Linked DNA regions of Mus musculus: region 1 is linked to region 2. Evidence: chromatin contacts called from public HiCAR-type data. All regions are on one chromosome and are shown on one strand. The core of a region is the stretch at or near the end of the contact, and the rest is flanking DNA. Distances in the headings are between cores, read along the strand shown. Region 1 holds the start of Fosb (FBJ osteosarcoma oncogene B). Region 2 holds the start of Dact3 (dishevelled-binding antagonist of beta-catenin 3).

Region 1 (5,263 bases), core at 2,442-4,941, 2.4 Mb after region 2:
CATATTCAGGGAAAGTGGGGAACAGTCGAAAGTAAGTGGGCATGGGTCTGAGCATGCATATGGAGCCACTCCATCAGCCTATACTGACCCCTGTTCCCTAAGAGGGGGTTTCCTCGTTTAGGACACAGGCACAGTGAGAAACGGGGGAAGAACAAGGCAGAGTGCTCCCAGCACGGCCTCAAGACACCCCCAGACTCCTCCTTACCGCCTGAAGTCGATCTGTCAGCTCCCTCCGACGGTTCCTGCACTTAGCTGCAGCCAGCTTGTTCCGCTCTCTGCGAACCCTTCGCTTTTCTTCTTCTTCTGGGGTAAGCTGAGTCAGAGATAAGGACCATGAGATCTGGGGGTACCTCTATCAGCCCTAAGAAAACTCCTTCCTCCTGAACCCCAAATAATAACCCCTACTCCTCACTGGCCAGAATGGTAAAGTTCCTTCAGACTTGAGGCCTCAGAGGAACCTCCAACTATTAAGTGACAAAATTACTGTCACTTTCTCTTACTTCCCTCACCCACCTCCCCCCAAGGCCAACTTTTGAAAATAATGATCTCTTGCAGTGCAGGCTGGACTCCATAAGTAGCACAGGCTGGCCTCGAACTCCTGCTCCTCCTGCCTCCACCTTCTGAGAGCTGGGGTTACAGGTCTGCATAACCACTCCTGGCTTATGCTGTGCTAGGGATCTTCATGCATGGCAGCAAGCACTGTACAAACTGAGCCCACATCCCTAGCTAGGCTCCTCCATCCCAACTCCTGAGGCCTCATACTTACTGTCTCTTCTCGGGGTCTTCTAGGCCTGGCTCTGGCTGGACGGGCAGACACAGGTCCACTGGTGGTTGTGCTGGTTGAAGGCCCACCACTTCCGCTTGCCCCGCCAGTGCTGTAGGCACTCAGGCCTGGGGTTGAGTAGCTGGTTCCTGGCATGTCATAAGGGTCAACAGCTGGAGGCTGGGAGGCCAGTGGCTGCCCCTGGGACTGGGCCATGGAAGAGATGAGGGTGGGTTGCACGAGCCACTGAAGATCCTGGCTGGTTGTGATTGCGGTGACCGTTGGCACGAAGGAGCCGGGCATTTCCCCGAGACCGGCGCACTCCTACGGGGTGAGACATACACACACAGGCGTAGACACACAAACAAAGCCACCGACACACACACGCCCAACACACATAACACACACCGACCCCTGTGAGTGAGCACAGGGTGAGCGGGTGTGGATGTGTGTGTCACAGGCAAAAAGCCACAACACCCACCCTTCCACTACACCGTGACGCAGTGGTTAATGAGAGATTCTGTTCAACTGCCTTCTACCTCCTCCTTCTTCCTCGGGGAAAGGTTGCACGGTTCCAGCGGGTGGTGAATCACACCCCGGGTTGGTGACTCTTAGGTGTGGGGGGGTGGGTGGGAGAGGAGGCTGGACAGAACCTGGTGACAAACCTCCCGGGATGGAGCCACAGACATTCACACACACATACAGCCAAAACACCCCACCCCCACCACAGAGGGAGGGAGAGGGAGAGGCCTTAGCCCAAGCCTTCCTCTCCTCCACTCACACACAAACACACCCCCCACTGCATGAGGGCTCCCGCAGGGGCGGAGATCCCAGTTCCAACGGTGTTGGGGGACCGGCCTAAGAGTTGAGAGCATCCCTTCCGAGTGTCTGTCTCTTCCCCAGTGAGACTGACAGGTTTCAGTGAACTGATAGGCAGAGAAAAGTGACAGCGAGAATCTCTCAGACTGTCTTGCAGGGGATGGGGTGACATAGGATCTGCGTCCCCGAACCCAAGAAGCGTCCATCACGCCCCCCCCCCCCCTTCCCGCAAGTGGAATCCTAGAGGCTTAACTACTCTAGGGGGCGTGGCGAGGGAAGGGCTGAATCCCTGGCCAATCAGAGCCCTGGGAACTAAGGGAAGGCAGACCTTTTAGAGACCACCTGGCTGCCTCTCCGTAGGCTAGCTCATCTAGTGTTTGAACACCTCGGAAGGACTGAGTGTCTAGAGCTCAGGGAGCACGTATATGTGTGCCTGGAGAAGGGATGAGGCCTTCAGTTCCCCCTTAGAGGCGCTAACACTCAGCCAAAAGCCTCTAGCTTATGACAACAGGACCAGGTCCACACAAGGTCCTCGCAGACCCATGGGGTGACAACGAGTCCCCCGATCGCGACAAGAATCCCCTAGCTCTCCCTCTTGGAGACCCCCAGCACGGGAAGAACCACAAAAAGCAAGGAAGGGAGCTACGCTCTACAAATAGGAAGGGAACGCTGATTGGCTAAAGCTCGCGCCGCGACAGCCAATCACAAAGCCACGCTGCCCCCTCCCTTAGCAACGTGGCCTCGGCGTTCCAAAATAGAACGTGCCCGGGACGTCAGGGGCGGGGCGGGCGGAGGGGGCGCTGCGCGCTGTGCGTGCCCCGCGTCAGACGGAGGATTCCAGCGCGTCAGCCTTTACGCACGGGTCCCCCGTTACGTCTCCGCGCAGGAGGCGGAGGCAGCGTGACCGGGGTTCGAGGCCCTAACTCTTGCTGGGTGGAGGGTGACTGCGGACTTGCAGTCCGCGTTTTGAAGGAAGAGGGAAGAGGAGGAGGCTCCTGGAAGCTTCTCTGGAATTTTTTGTTTCTTTTTCTTCCCCTACTTGCCTAGCTTCGGCTTAGGGAGCCGGCTTTCGGCTAAAAGTTCTCAGCTTCTGCTAACCACCGGGTATATACTTTGCACCGGGCATCGCCAACGTTTGCCCAGCTGCATTCCTTTCCCGCGCTCCGCGCAAATAACCTTTTGCAAACATCACTCCATTCTTTGCAGTTTGCAAACAACAAAAAACCAAAGTGCAAACCGAACTATTGCAATCCCAGATCCTGGGTTTTGGCGCGTCTCTATTTGAGAGGATGCTCAATCTACACTTTAGCCTGAAAGAAACACCCCCCCCCCCAACCACTAAAGTAGAATCTTTACGATCTAAAACTTACCTGGGAGGCGGCGGCGGTGGGTGGACTGCCGAAGGAGTCCACCGAAGACAGGTACTGAGACTCGGCGGAGGGTGATGAGCTACACCGGGAGCCGGAGTCGTAGTCTCCGGGAAAAGCTTGAAACATTTCCCTGGGCACAGGGGGGCCCCTGTGACCACGCTGAGGTCGCCGGGAAGCCAAGGCTATGGCCGAGTGGAATGAGATGCGAGTCCGGAGTAGACCGGACACGTCTCCAAAGTGCGCTGCTCGGGGAAGCTTAGTCTCCGGTTCGGAGAACTGCCCAAGTTTCGATGCAAGTTCCCTCTGCAAGATCCCAGATCCCCTTCAGACCGCCGCTGTACCTCCTGAAAGTCCAGGCTCTGTCGGTTTCACGGGGGGCGACGCGGGGATCGCTCCCCGCCCAGAAACCCGCCGGGCAGTGCCGCGGTGCAGCGTGCGCTTCAGATGCAGTTCCAATCCTGTCGAAGCGTCCCAAGAAATGAGGGAGAGCAGAGGGGCGCGATCCAGAAGCCCACAGAAAGAAAGTCTATCCTCCGGACGAATCGGAAGAACGATCTAGAAAGAGTCTTGCAAAAAGGAAACCCACAAAACTTTCTCTCCAGTTTAAAAATATATATAAATATATATATATAAATTTTTCACGGCCTCCAAGAAGAAGAAAAAGAAAGAGTCACCAGTAGTCAAGTCCAGCAAGCCCCGGCTCCGCGTGTCCCCGGCGTAGCCGCTCCAGTCTTATGAATGAAACCGGGAGCTGCCGGGCTGAATTTATGCCTCCGGGACCCGCCCCCGCGCTTGCGTCACCCGCAACTCCATGCACAAACCTCCCAAACTCTCCCTTCCCGCCGACTGAGCTCCTTGTGGCGCCCTCCAGGGCCTCGTGCACCTGCCACCTGCCCATAGTGTGACCCTGGGGGTCTCGGGGGTCCCCAAGGCTGCGTTCTGAGGGGCTTCGCGGGAGGGGATCCCGCCCCGCCCTCCCCGGAGTTCCTGTGACGCAATTAGCCATATAAGGAGCTCGGCCAGCGCGGCCCAGTGTTTGTTTGGTATCCTAGCAATTACGTCAGAGGGAATCCCTCGCTCCTGCGCGCGCCCGCTGTTGCGCTGTGCGGAACCCGCCCGCGCCTGCGCAGTTCCACGCTGTCCCGGAGGCTGAGATTGACAGGCGCCTAAACTCCCTCAGAAGGCCCCTGCTGACCCGGGTTGGAGAAGGTGCAACTCCAGATCCCAGGTCTGCTTATACCCCTGGGACCCCACCCTCCCCAAACCGGTGCAGCGCCCCTGCTGGTGAAAAAGAGCAAGGTCCCCAGTGCAGATTCTGGCGAGAGGGGTATAATCAGTCTAGGTGGGGAAACTGAGGCTCAGGAGGAATTGGAGAGTCTGTGATATCTCCAGGTGTAGGGATGGGTAAGGATGCAGTCCCCTCCCCACTAGCTTTGTCACGGATTCTGTGTGACTCGGTGAGCTTGGAAAATGTGCTCCCTCCCTGATCTAAAACTTCAGTACTCATAGCTAAGCAAAGGATAGGTGGCTTTTCCGGGTCCCTGAATCTGGGGGACCTGCAGAATTGGAGCAGGTAGGAACCCACACCCGGTGAGTTCTTCAGGCTTGATGGTGTTGGAAGCCTCTCCTTCCCACTTAGCTCAGGAGACAGAAAAGAAAGTGTGTATACAATAATAATTGAACAATAATAATTGGTGGTGTCTGGTGGTGGTGGCAGCTGCGGCAGCAGCACACATCTTTAATCCCAGCAGAAGCAGGGAGATCTCTGTGAGTTCGAAACCAGCTTGTTCTACAGAGTGAGTTCCAGGACAGCCAGGGCTACACAGAGAAACCCTGTCTCGAAAAATAAATAAATAAAATACTAGTGCATTAATATAATCGGTGGCATGTGTTTAGCAATCAGCAGGTATCAGCCCCAGCAAGATGGTTCACAGGTAAAGGAGCTTGCTACACATACCTGACAACCTGAGTCCCATCCCTGGGACTCACGGTGGAAGAAGAAAAATGACTCCTAAAAATTGTTCTCTGATCTCCACATGCATGCAAAGACAGAAAACAACCAGTACTCATATGTAGTAATAATAATAATAATAATAATAATATCAATATTAATGATTTAAACAAAAGGGGATGTGAGGGCGGGAATGTAGCTTAAAGTGGAATGAATGTCTAGCATGTGTGAAGTCCTGGGTTCTATCCACATCCAGAAGGAAAGAATATATATACACGTATTGTGAACATCCCCTCCCCCTATTGTGAACATCCCCTCCTCTTTCTACCCTTTGCCCTCCTCCTTTCTCTGTCTGTTTTT
Region 2 (5,616 bases), core at 1,086-3,585:
CTGTCCTGGAGCTCACTAGACCAGGCTAGCCTAGCACTCACTACCCACCTACATTTGTCTCCTGAGGGTTCCTGCCATCATGCTGTCCTTTCTAACTCTGGATCCCTGCCCAGTTCTCCAGTTGCTTGGTCACCGCAACTTTTAGCCCTCAACCCTCCAACAGCTGAGAGTAAACTGAGGCTTCATTTGCCATGACTGTTCATGTACTGGGGGCTGAAACTAGTAGGATTCTAGACAAAGCCTCAACTATTGCGCCTCATCTCCAGTCTTTTGTTTGGTCTTGCCATGTAGCCCAGGCTAGTCTGGACCTGCAGATCTTCCTGCCTAATCACTTAGAGCACGAGAGTGGCAGACCTGAGCCACCACTCTTGGCACCATGAAAAAAAAATTTTAAAAAAATTTTTGAGACAGGGTTTCTCTGTGTAGCCCTGGCTGTCCTGAAACTCACTCTGTAGACCAGGCTGGCTTCAAACTCAGAAATCTGCCTACTTCTGCCTCCCAAGTGCTGTGAGAGTAAAGGTGTGCGCCACCACTGCCCAGCAAGACTAAATATTTCAGTGTGTGGTGTATGTGTGCACTCACGCACAGAGTGCAGTTGCCTGAGGAGACCAGAAGAGGACAGTGGATCCTCTGATGCTGGAGTTAAAGAGGACTGTGAGCCTCTTTTTCTCTCTGTGTGCCAGAAACCGAACCCAGGTCTTCTGGAAGAGCAACAGCACTCTTAAATCACGGAGCCATTTCTCCAGTGCTGGGATTACAGATATGACTCACCATGCCCAAGACTCAGTTCTTTATGAGTGGTAGAAGCTGTTACTCCAAAAAAAAAATAATAAAAAATAACAGGGTTATACGTGGTGACCCACTCCTTTAATACGAGCACTGGAGTAGGGGGAGTCAGATACAACCCAGAGGTGGTCTGAAAGTAACAAGCCAGTCTGGTCTACATAGTTACAGTTCAGCCAGGGTTACTTAGTGAAACCCTCAAAAAGCAAAACAAAACATAATTATGCTGTTAAACGTTCAGAATAACTTTTTTTTAGATGTAGATGAAGAGCACAGAGAGACCAAATACGTTTCCTAGTGTTACTCTGCCTTAAAGTGGCATAGACTCACCACATCAAAGTTGGTTATTGCCAGATGATCATAAAACATTATAAAAGACAGTTTCACACTATATTTTTCTTTCAATGACAGGCTGTCATAGTTAGCCCAGATTGGCCTCGAACTCACCGCGATTCTACGGCCCCATCCTCCCTTCCAGATCTGAGCTTTTAAGGAGTCAAAGGTCCGTCTGAGAAATGGGCTATTTCACAAACGTTGCCGACACACCGGGTGTAGTGACACATGCTGGCCGCGTGAGGGGGCGCTAGCCCGGCTTGCCCAGTGAGAAGAGGCAGAATGCAGCCTTCGAAAGCAGGCAGGCTCAGATTTAGAACTTCAGAACGTTGAGAACAGAGCATCTCAGAAGACTGAGAACAAAGCCTCTTAGAACCGTGAACAAAGGCCCCTGCGAGCTCAGACTGGTGGAACTCAGCTCCACCGCACCTGGAAGACAAAAAAGACCTCAGATTCTCTTCTGGTCAAAGCATAGAATATTTCACCCAGGGTCTTGTAATTCCGTAAATGTGCTGTTTTGATGAGACAGAAACTCGCTGTGTAATCCAAACTAGCTTGAAATTCACTATGTAGTTTAGGCTGGCCTTGAACTCTCAATTCTCCTCCTGGTTCAGCCTCCCCTATGATGGAATTACAGAGCCGGTTTGAACAGGTCCTGCTTAAAAGCATAATCAAACCGTAAGATGTTCAATCCGCTTTACTTCTGAGGGTCTGGGAAAGCTGCCTGGAAGAGGAGGCGTGATCCGGATTCAATCATCACTGATGATCCTTCTGCGCAGACTCAGAAGCTGAAAGTTTGGGAGGGGCGGCAAGAGCAGCTGCGGAGCTGTCACGTGGATCCAGTCTCTATTTATAGACCACCCTTCCCTGGACCTGGAGAGCCCAATGGCAGCCAGCGCTCGCCCGCAAGGGGGCGGAACCAGCTCCAGAACCAAGCGACTGGCACCAATGAAATTGGAGCAAGGGCGGGCTTGCTTCATTGTGATTATAAAGAAGGCGTGGCCACAGCCCCAGGATCGCCGCACAAAGGGGCGTGGCGAGTCTGATACCCCCGTAGGTAGTCCTGGGCATGCGTTGTTAAGGAAAAATGGGGCGGGGCGGAGCCCTGCGTCACGGAAGGCAACAACCAATAGTAGGTCGTTGTCGTGCCTTCAGGGGCGTGGTCATGTAGATGAGGCGCGGGTGGGCGGCCCAATGGGCGGGCGCCTATGCAGATGAGACGGTGACAGCCCGGCCAGCGGGCGGGCGGGCTGCTGGGGCGGGGAGGTGGGACCGGCGAGAGGGGCGGCCGTGGGGCCCGGCCGGGCTGGGGCGGGGGGCCGCAGCCATGATCCGGGCCTTCTCGTTCCCGGTGAGCCCGGAGCGGGGTCGGCTGCGGGGATGGTTGGAAGGCAGCCTGGCCGGGCTCTGCGAGTTGCATTGGCTCCGAGAGAGGCAGGAGTACCGCGTGCAGCAGGCGCTGCGGCTGGCCCAGCCCGGGATGGGGGGCGCCGAGGCTGAGGACGAGGAGGACGCCGAGGAGGACGAGGATGCGGCAGCGGCGCGCAGGGCCGCAGCAGCCCTGGAGGAGCAGCTGGTGAGGGGTCGCCTGTCCGTGCGTCCATCCATGCATTCCTCCCTCCCCCATTCGTTCCCCCACCTCCCTGCTCCTGTGTCCGTCTGTCTGTCTTGGTAGTGTATGCTCAGCACACCGGTCCTAGGGTAGGGGAGCAGGCAGGGGGAAAGAGATAAGACTGGAGACCTGGCTTTTCCTACCCCCAAATAGAGCTGATAGGGAGGATGCACGGCCTCCGTTGGACTCAGCATGGACCCTGTTAACCGTCCTGGATGCCTAGTGTGTGTTAAACCAAACATTCGTCTTCTTACAGATTTCCTATTTCATGAGGGTTTGAAAGTCCCCATTTTACAGAGAAAAAAACTGAGGCTTAGAGACAGGAAGAGACTCACCCAAGGTCACACAGCCGGCATTCAAACATAACCTCCCTCTGGGCCCCGCTACCCGGAATCCATCTTCATCTTTCCTTAAGTCTCGGGGTGCTTGGAGATCCCTGGAGGGGGCGGGGTGGGGGAAGGGGAATCTTCAGGCCTCTGGAGAGAGAGACCGGCTGCTGAGAAACCCCCGAACAGTCCCTGAGGACCCCCGGGGGCATTTTGATCAACCCAATGACACTTCTTTCTTCTACTTGGTCCCATGGCTCAGTAACACGGGGAGGCCAGGTGAAGATAGCTAGGGAGTGAGGGGAGAGAGAGTATGATTCGCCGAGGAACTCTAATGATGACTTTCAAATTGAAAAGGCTCCAGCTCTTTCTCCCTCCCTACATCACTCCTTGAGTCTGGAGACCCTTTCCGGTTGTTGCTCCAACCTTTCCATACCCCAGCATCTCTGTTTCATTTCCTTAACACAGTCTCTGTCTCTATGGTCTTCCAAGACCTGTAAAGCTTCCAAAAACAGAGGAGATTAGAAATGGGGTCGTGGTCTGTCTCTAGGCCTCAATGTTTTTCTGCCTAATGTCTGTCTCCATCTCTCTTCCCTTCCCCCAGCCCACTCCCCTGGCCCATCCCATCCCGGTACCTAAGCCTCTATGTGTGTACATGTGTGTGGTCAGAGCTTCCCGTTTAGGGAAACCTGAGCCGAGGCTGTGGGGGTGGAGACGGGGATCTGGCTGTTGCTGACCTCGGCTGCCCCCTCCCCAGATGGGAAATGGGGAAAGGGGCTGAGGCCAGACGCCCAGCCCCACCCCCAACCGGCCTGACGGTGCAGGGAGTGAGACCTTACACATTCTTCTCCAAGCAGAAACAGCTGTGGGAGGCCCCGCCCCCTCCAAAAGTTACCGAGGAGGGGAGGTGTTCAGCCGCTACCCCTGCCCTCCGCTGCCTGCGCTTTGCCAGACCCCTCCATCCAGTCCACTAAGAGGGTGGGAGAAGGCACCACTGCAGACCAGTAGTGGTCTGGCCTCTCTCCCTCCTCACTCTCTGCCCCTCTTCTCAGTGCTGAGTCCTCCTGGTTAGCATGAAGTGGTGATGGGAGAGCAGACCTGTACCTCACACTCCACCCCTTCCCCAATGTAGGCAGTAGAGGCTCTCAGCCAGGCCTCAAAGAGGAGGAGGTGGAAGGCTGGGACAGGAGCCTGCCTGATGGAGGAGTAGAAAAGCGCTAAATATAAACACCTCAGGTGTTGAGGGCTCCTGGGTCTTTCAGAAGAGGAAGTGGGGTCACTCCTGATTCCAGAAACCCCCTGTCTTATAAGACAACCTACATCTCCATCCATCACTCAGAAACACCCCCTATGAAACAAAACAGAAAACCCCGAAGTTAGACTTGGTGACTCTGTGAGACATGATGTGGGCATGTCACATTCAGAGTGGAAGTATTGCAGAGAGAGGGGAGTGGATATTGTGTATAGAGGGGTCCTGTTGCTCCTAGGAAGGAAAAATATCCCTTCCAGCAAGAAGGACTTGGGTTAGACTTGCAGAAGGACTTTTTTTTTTTTTAAGATTTATTTATTTATTATATGTAAGTACACTGTAGCTGTCTTCAGACACACCAGAAGAGGGCATCAGATCTTGTTACGGATGGTTGTGAGCCACCATGTGGTTGCTGGGACTTGAACACTGGATCTTTGGAAGAGCAGTCGGGTACTCTTACCCACTGAGCCATCTCACCAGCCCAGGACTTCTTAACATAGATGAAAGGGCACCGGAATGTAAAGAGAGGAAAAAAGATATGGGGACATTTGGGCAAAGAAGTCTCTGGGGACAACAGGTCATTTAGAGATGAACTCAGGCTGTCTGTTCCCCAACTCTTGACTCCTCCCCCTGGTGGAAAAACTGAGATGACAGTTATGGAATCCATCACTCCCCCAAAAGTCCATCATTTTACATATAATTTTAATTATGCAAGCAGTGTTAGAAATTATTCCTTGTAAGATACTGTCTTGTAATAATGTAAACTGGCCTTGATGAAGTGCTGAAAAAGACAACTGATTTTTCAATTCCTTTTAGCTTTTCCTTCGAGCTATTAAAGACCAAGTCATGTGATGCCACATTGCAGATAAGGAAAGTAAAGCCCAGAGAGGTCAAGACACCTACCTAAGGTCTTACAGCTGGGCAGTGGAAGAGATGATTGGATCTTGGACACTGAGGGCCAAGTCTCACCTTAAATATTCATTGGCCCGCACAGTTCCCCTCATCTTCCATTTGATTCCCTATGCTGAGAAGGCCACTACCTTTTGAATTGGCTTGAGTCTGTTCTGATTTTTTTCTAATGTATCTACTCTCAAAAACAGTTTGCATGCCAGGAAAGAGATGGAGAATACCGGGCAAAGCTTTGGTTTTTTATTTACCAATCCAGGGGATGGAACTAAGGGTAAGGAACAGGATAGGCAAGTGCTGTACTATTCAGCCACGCCCCCAGCCCCTCACTGGGGGATTCTAGGCAGGGGCTGTACCACTGAGCCACGCCCCCAGCCCCCTCACTGAGGGATTCTAGGCAGGGTCTC

Evidence for each region. HiCAR-type assays count read pairs that join an accessible place to other places.
Region 1: a contact with region 2 is called in a HiCAR-type map of astrocytes, with 5 times the contacts expected there. The contact joins the promoter of Fosb here to the promoter of Dact3 in region 2. A contact is called at or near these places in 5 of 39 promoter capture datasets (cranial neural crest, frontonasal cranial neural crest, hippocampal neurons and 2 more) and 4 of 115 datasets of contacts at active chromatin or transcription factors (astrocytes, embryonic forebrain, forebrain and 1 more).

Annotation. Positions count from the first base shown.
Region 1 is chr7:19,306,354-19,311,616 of GRCm38.p6, forward strand. Fosb (FBJ osteosarcoma oncogene B) reads right to left here and starts at 3,692. Exons shown (of 4, transcript NM_008036.2): 1 at 2,953-3,692; 2 at 767-1,087; 3 at 206-313. The coding sequence starts at 3,078.
Region 2 is chr7:16,872,982-16,878,597 of GRCm38.p6, forward strand. It overlaps Dact3 (dishevelled-binding antagonist of beta-catenin 3), which reads left to right and starts at 2,336. Exons shown (of 4, transcript NM_001081655.1): 1 at 2,336-2,692. The coding sequence starts at 2,444. 9330104G04Rik (RIKEN cDNA 9330104G04 gene) reads right to left here and starts at 1,905. Exons shown (of 2, transcript NR_152128.1): 1 at 1,231-1,905.